Linked DNA regions of Mus musculus: region 2 is linked to region 1. The links are chromatin contacts, called in public promoter capture Hi-C maps. All regions are on one chromosome and are shown on one strand. The core of a region is the stretch at or near the end of the contact, and the rest is flanking DNA. Distances in the headings are between cores, read along the strand shown.

What was found. Promoter capture Hi-C pulls out the DNA fragments that hold promoters and counts their contacts.
Region 2: a promoter capture Hi-C map of second pharyngeal arch cranial neural crest shows a contact between it and region 1. The contact joins the promoter of Tspan11 here to the enhancer-like site in region 1. A contact is called at or near these places in 4 of 39 promoter capture datasets (the 3T3-L1 cell line, cranial neural crest, embryonic stem cells and 1 more), 1 of 15 datasets of contacts at CTCF or cohesin (the NIH/3T3 cell line), 3 of 484 Hi-C or Micro-C datasets (the AML12 cell line, nephron progenitors and uterus), 3 of 115 datasets of contacts at active chromatin or transcription factors (embryonic stem cells and stem cell-derived neural progenitor cells) and 1 of 9 other capture datasets (embryonic stem cells).

The regions. Positions count from the first base shown.
Region 1 is chr6:127,707,089-127,710,048 of GRCm38.p6, reverse strand. The region is part of intron 6 of Prmt8 (protein arginine N-methyltransferase 8); the gene reads left to right. Among named protein-coding and RNA genes, the nearest start is that of Gm38900, 18 kb to the left of the region's middle. Within about 2 kb of position 1,453, at least 26 of the 459 cell types and tissues checked have an H3K27ac peak or open chromatin away from gene starts, as enhancers often do. A contact at or near this core is called in second pharyngeal arch cranial neural crest, where this site is marked.
Region 2 is chr6:127,886,249-127,888,948 of GRCm38.p6, reverse strand. It overlaps Tspan11 (tetraspanin 11), which reads right to left and starts at 1,327. Exons shown (of 8, transcript NM_026743.3): 1 at 1,071-1,327.

The DNA of each region.
Region 1 (2,960 bases), core at 204-2,703:
GGCTTTGCCATTTTCTGACTGATTAACCTTGAGCTTAGTTCCCTGACTTTGAGCGGTGATGTCTTCGATCTCAGTGAATCACAGGGGCTAAATCAGAATGTGGTGTGTGTAGGAATAGAAACTTACTCTGCTCTGGACTCTCCCAAGCCTGCTGGCCTCTGGTGGCTTGGAATCTAGGCCACACATCTTCCCATCAAAGACTGAAGAAACCACTGAGAGGTCAACGGTGGTCAAGTGTATGTGTAAAATGAATGCAGATCACACTAGAACTACATTTTGGGGCTTGTGAGTTGTAATTGTCCCGGGCAGCATGTAGAAAGAACATTCAAACACATTCTTCACTCACATCTACTTAAATATTTATTGTGCTCCTAGGACAGCTCTTTATGGAGCTGCCTTCTAGTTTCCAGAACAAATTTACCTCCTCCACCTTCCCTCCCTGGAAGCAGTTGGAGAAGACCCAGTTGGAAGTAGTTGGAGCAGGCACATTGCAAGGAGCCATTCTGAACCCACGGGAGGAAGGGGCAGTGGCTGCCACTTAGGGCCAGTACAGAAATGGAGAACATATAATTTATTCTTGCAGTTCCTATCACTGTGTTTACAGTTCTGGAAAGGAGAAAGACGAATTAATAACCAATTAAACAAAAACTGGTAACTGATGAACAAAACCAAAAGCCAGGCCCCATTTTCCCCTATAGAGTGTTTACTTATGAGTACTTTTTACAAAGGCTGACTATAGTTCTGTGGTAGAGGACTTACCCAGCTTCAGCCACCAGTACCACAAGAAAAAATGCAAAAAGCAATAAAACAAAGGCAACAACAAACATCAGCAAAACCCTAAACCCCCAAAGAACAAGATTCTAACATTTATACTTTATTTAGGATACAGCTAGGTTTCCTACTTAATTTTTTTTTTATTTTTAAGATACATTTTTTTTTAGGTAAATGAAAGAGGCCCATTTACAGAAATATGTTTTTAAATAACAGCTTTTGGTTGCTGGTTATCAAGGGAACAGTTACAGGCAAATTTCAATTGGCCCATGAACCAGAAGGAGCAGTGTGAACATGGAGTGGAAGAGTGAGGCTTGCCCATCCCTACAGAAAGTAAACTGTTATGGCTGAAAGCTTTTTCCCCATCTCCTCTCCTTTTCCTCCTTTCCTCTCTCCCCCTCTGCTCCCCTCCTCCCTTTTCTCGGCCATGTACAGATAACAAAATACAGGTCCAACCCTTAGTGTATTGACCAGCTAAAGGGGAAGCTGGAAGAAAGGGTCAGGTGCCTTGCCTGCACTGGCTCAGAGTCTTCATGTTTTGTTGGATACAATAACCCATCAGAGGAATGTGCAGGCTGCGCTTGAATCTGAAAGAAGAGCAATCAGAGAAAACAGTCCCCCACTGCAGAGACATATGGAGTCTCAAACTTGGGTCACTGATCCATCTCATTAATCTCCAGCCAGTGGAAGACCAGAGGGTGGGGCACCAGAACTGGTGTAGAGGCAGCCACACTGGCTGGGGGACTGAAGCATGGGCTCTCTTGGAAGGGCTGTTTGGTTTTTCCACTCTGGACTCCCTACATCCAGAGCTCTGTTCTTGGATCTATACAGTTTTTATGTGAGGAAATCCTCCCCGCCCCCTTGTTTGCTTTGCTCCTGGCAGCCTAAAATGCATGAGGATAGTATAAACACCTTCCATTCTGCATAGAGAGGCTGTAAATGGAGCTTCAAAGTACTTCTGTTCCCTGAGGCATTCTGAGCCAGCAGCCCTGGCCTTCAGCCCTCACAGAGAAACTCTGGTCTTTCTCATCAGAGAAAGAGGAGGGGTAACTGCTGTGCTATGCACTATGCAATGAGTTTTCTGTTTGCTTATCAGGGATATGTATTTCTGTTTCTTTTAAAACTCTCCCTCTCCCTCTCCCTCTCCCTCTCCCTCTCCCTCTCCCTCTCCCTCTCCCTCTCCCTCTCCCTCTCCCTCTCCCTCTCCCTCTCCCTCTCCCCTTCCCCTCTCCCCCTTTCTCCCCCTCTCCCCCTCTCTCCCCCCCTCTCTCGGTTTATGTGTCTCTGTATCTCTTTCTGTCTTCCCCCTCTTCCTCCTTTTCCTCCTTCTCCTCTTCCTCCTCCTCCTCTGTCTCCTCTCCTCTGCTTTCTCCCTCTCTCAAGTTTTCCTTTGATTTGTCTGGGCGTGTTTTTCCGTGTATGCATCCTGATTGGGGTTATTGTACAATGCTTGGGTCTGCAGGTTGATTACTATATCTGGAAAAAATGTAGGCATTATCATACTAATGGGTCTTTTTCTCTGTCTGATCGTTCTCACCTTCAGGGAGTTTCATTACACATGGGTTTGACATTATACTGTGGATGTTGGATATTTTTTTTCTCACCCTGTCTAAGTTTGGGTTATTTTTATTGAACCAGTTTTAGGCTTATTGATTATTTCCTCAATGTGTCCATCCATTCTGCTAACAAGGTGATTAAAGGCATTCTTCTTCTCTGACTACATGATTCTTGTTTAGAGAACTTCATTGGGCTTTATGTTTCCCTCTCAGTGATGAAGTTTTATGCCCGTCTATTGCACATTCTTTCCTCTTCCCCCAGGATTCCTTAGCATATTTGTTACAGTTACTTTACAGTCTCTGTTGGTTGGGCAATTAGAGCATCTTTGCTATAGCTGAGCCTGGCCTATTCTTTCCCTTTAAATATTATCTTTTCAGTGTCTTGTAAGTCCTCCCTGATGATGGGTACTGATGCTGTCTTAAACAGCAACACAGAGAGATGAGGGATAGCTATACCCAGCAAAGAGGCCTTTTCCTCTGACAGGCTTTGGGAATAGGGGTTTCAGTCAAGAGGCCTGTGGTCAGGGACTTTGATGTGCCTTAATAGGATTTATTATGGTGTCTCAAGGTCTGTTTCAGAATAAGTGTTAATCTGTTGACAAAAGACTTGTAAGCTCCTCTGATGTTACTTAG
Region 2 (2,700 bases), core at 78-2,577, 180 kb before region 1:
CCACTGTGTACAGTACGCCATGGAGCTCTGATAACTCTCCTGGGATACAGTTTTGGGACATAGTCATGGCAGCTAAACTCCCTACTAAGTTCTGGTCTAAGCCCAGGCTGCCAAACTCCACCAGCTGTCTCATAGTGATTCATTAATTAAACACAGACCATCTAGTCTTGCTCAATCCTACCCTCTTTTTCTCCCCAAGACCCTACGATACTGTAACTCTACACCCTGGAGTGCACTTAGGAATTTTCTAGAAATTGTTTCTTCTTCTGGTACCCCTTCCTACTTCCTGCCACAATATGTGCCACTTGCCAGCCTCTGGTTGCTTCTTCCTGTGCTCTCTGCAATCTAAGCCCAAGTTAAGACGCCAACTAGTCCTCTCCCTGCTTTACAACTAGTCACATGTGGGCACTGCATAATTCAAACAAAACCCCTACATTCCAGAATCCCCCTCATTCTCTCTTCAACACAGGAAGCCAAGCACGTAGACATAGGTGACAAGGCCTGCCTAACTCAGTTTCCACTGATACACAACAGGGCCCAGGTGGATAGCTCAGCCTGGGACGGCAGACTGCCTAGGAACAACCAACCCCCCAGTGTCCTAGACTCAGCAGCTGCCAGCAGCTAGCAGACCCTGTTTTGCATGGGGTCCAGCAGCCACGGACTTGGCATTTTGCCTCTGCTAACAAACAAGAGACAGCCCCTAGTATTTGGGATTAACAAAGCGGGGGGGGGGGGCATTTGACGGAGGGCCAGTCATACACAGGACACTCTGTATGGCCCAAGCTATCAAAGCTGGGCGCACAAAGTTAAAGGCAACCCAGTCAAGAAAGGCAAGGCAGACATTCAGAGTAGTACCAACCCCACCCCTACCCCGCTGAGCACAGTGCGACACCCATGCGCGCACCCACCGCTGCCTCATCCTCATCCAAGGGCAACTTTCTTGGCCACTGAGCCCCTCTGGGGTCGTGCCAGGGACGGGCAGCTGAGCTGGAGGAGCCATGCCAGGACGGCTTGGTGCTTTAATGTCAACCCCACCGGCGCTCTTGTCTCCCGCCGCCACCTGCACTTACCCGGCCAAAACCGCCAGGCTGGATGCAGCGAGGGATCGGGAATCCGGAGCTGTGATTGTGGCTGTCCTGGCCACAGCCGCCCGCTCCACCCTGCGCTCCTTGCCCACTGGCCCGCGGTGGCTGCTGGCTGCCCCTCTCACTCAGACTGGGGGACGCGCCCACAGGCCCGGGGCGGGCGGGACCGGGGCTGCTCTTTGTTTGGAGCTGGCTTTTTTTTTTTCCCACCCAAAGCAGAGCACACTGAGCACTCGGTCCTGGCAGTTGTGCAGAAGTGGCTCCAGGAAACTTGTGAGGAGGGGGTGGGGCTGAAGAGAGGCGGATGGCCCTCTGTCCCGTCCCACCCACTCATCAGTAATCACTGTCCCAGACTTAGATTTATCCTCATGAAGTGGGGGGAAATTCCAGGATCCCGGAAGAATTGAATCCATGACAGGTTCCTTGGGATGTAGGGACAAGCCTCCCACTTCTCTCCTCACTCCTGAGACACAGGAACCGGTTTTTTTGGGGGTGGGGTGGGGTGGGGGTGGGGAGTCAAAATCCTGCGGACCATCATTTCTTTTACCCTCCTTGGAACCAAAGAAAAGCCAGATCCCTTTCCGTACTGGAACACAGTGGAAGGACAGACAACCAAGACCCAGTCTCTGCCAGTGGGTGAGGGTGAAGAGTTGCTGACCGCCCTCCCCCCCCCCCCCAACACACACACACACTGCCCGGCCAGTGGGTGAGCACCCTGTGTGATTTACTAAGAGGAACAGCCCGTGCTTAGCCAGCCTTGACTGCAGTGAGCAAGGCTTGGTAGCTTATTAATTTTTCTCCTCGCAATGCCACAATACCTGACAAGAGAAACTTAAGGGTTTGTTCTGTCTGGAAATTCGAGTGTGCAGGGGATCACAGACTGAATGGCACTGCCACCAGAGCAGGAGTGGCTGGTCACTGAGTGTTTGACGGCAGGAGGCAGAAGGGGCAAATGTAAGCGCTCAGTTTGCTTGCTTTGTTTTTCTTTGTTATTCAGATTCCCATGTAGCTGTTTTCACACACAATCCCTCAGTGAAACCTTTCTGAAAACATCCTCACAGAAGCACCGGAAGGTGCGTTTCCTAGGTGACTCTAAATTCAGTGAGGTTGACCACTCAGTCGCAGGAAGCAGGCAAAGCTGAGGGTTCCTAGCTACGGAGGCCAGCTGGCTGCTAAGAATGCCCTGTCACAGCAGAGATGAGATAGGGACTGTCTCCTTCGGAACTCATCCTGAGAGCTGGCGGCTAGGGTTCAGGGACATGGGGCCTTTCAGAGCATTTGAGTGGTAAGGACTCATTTCTCAGTTCCCGCAGTGGACTGGTTACTCCAGTGGGTGGATTATTTCTATTTCGTTTTTATTTGTGTGAATGTATGTCCATGTGTGTGGATGTGTTCATCTGTGAACAGATGTGTGTTCGTGTGTATACAGATGCATGAGCATGTGTGTGTACAGACCAGAGGTTATTGTATAGCATGGTGTTGCCCCTTATTTCTGAAAGAAATAACTCCCCTCTTTCACTTGCTACCATGACCTTACACAGTATGAGGCCCTTGCCAGACATGGCCATTTGTTTGTTTGTTTGTTTGTTTTTTGACCCGTAGAACATGGGCCATA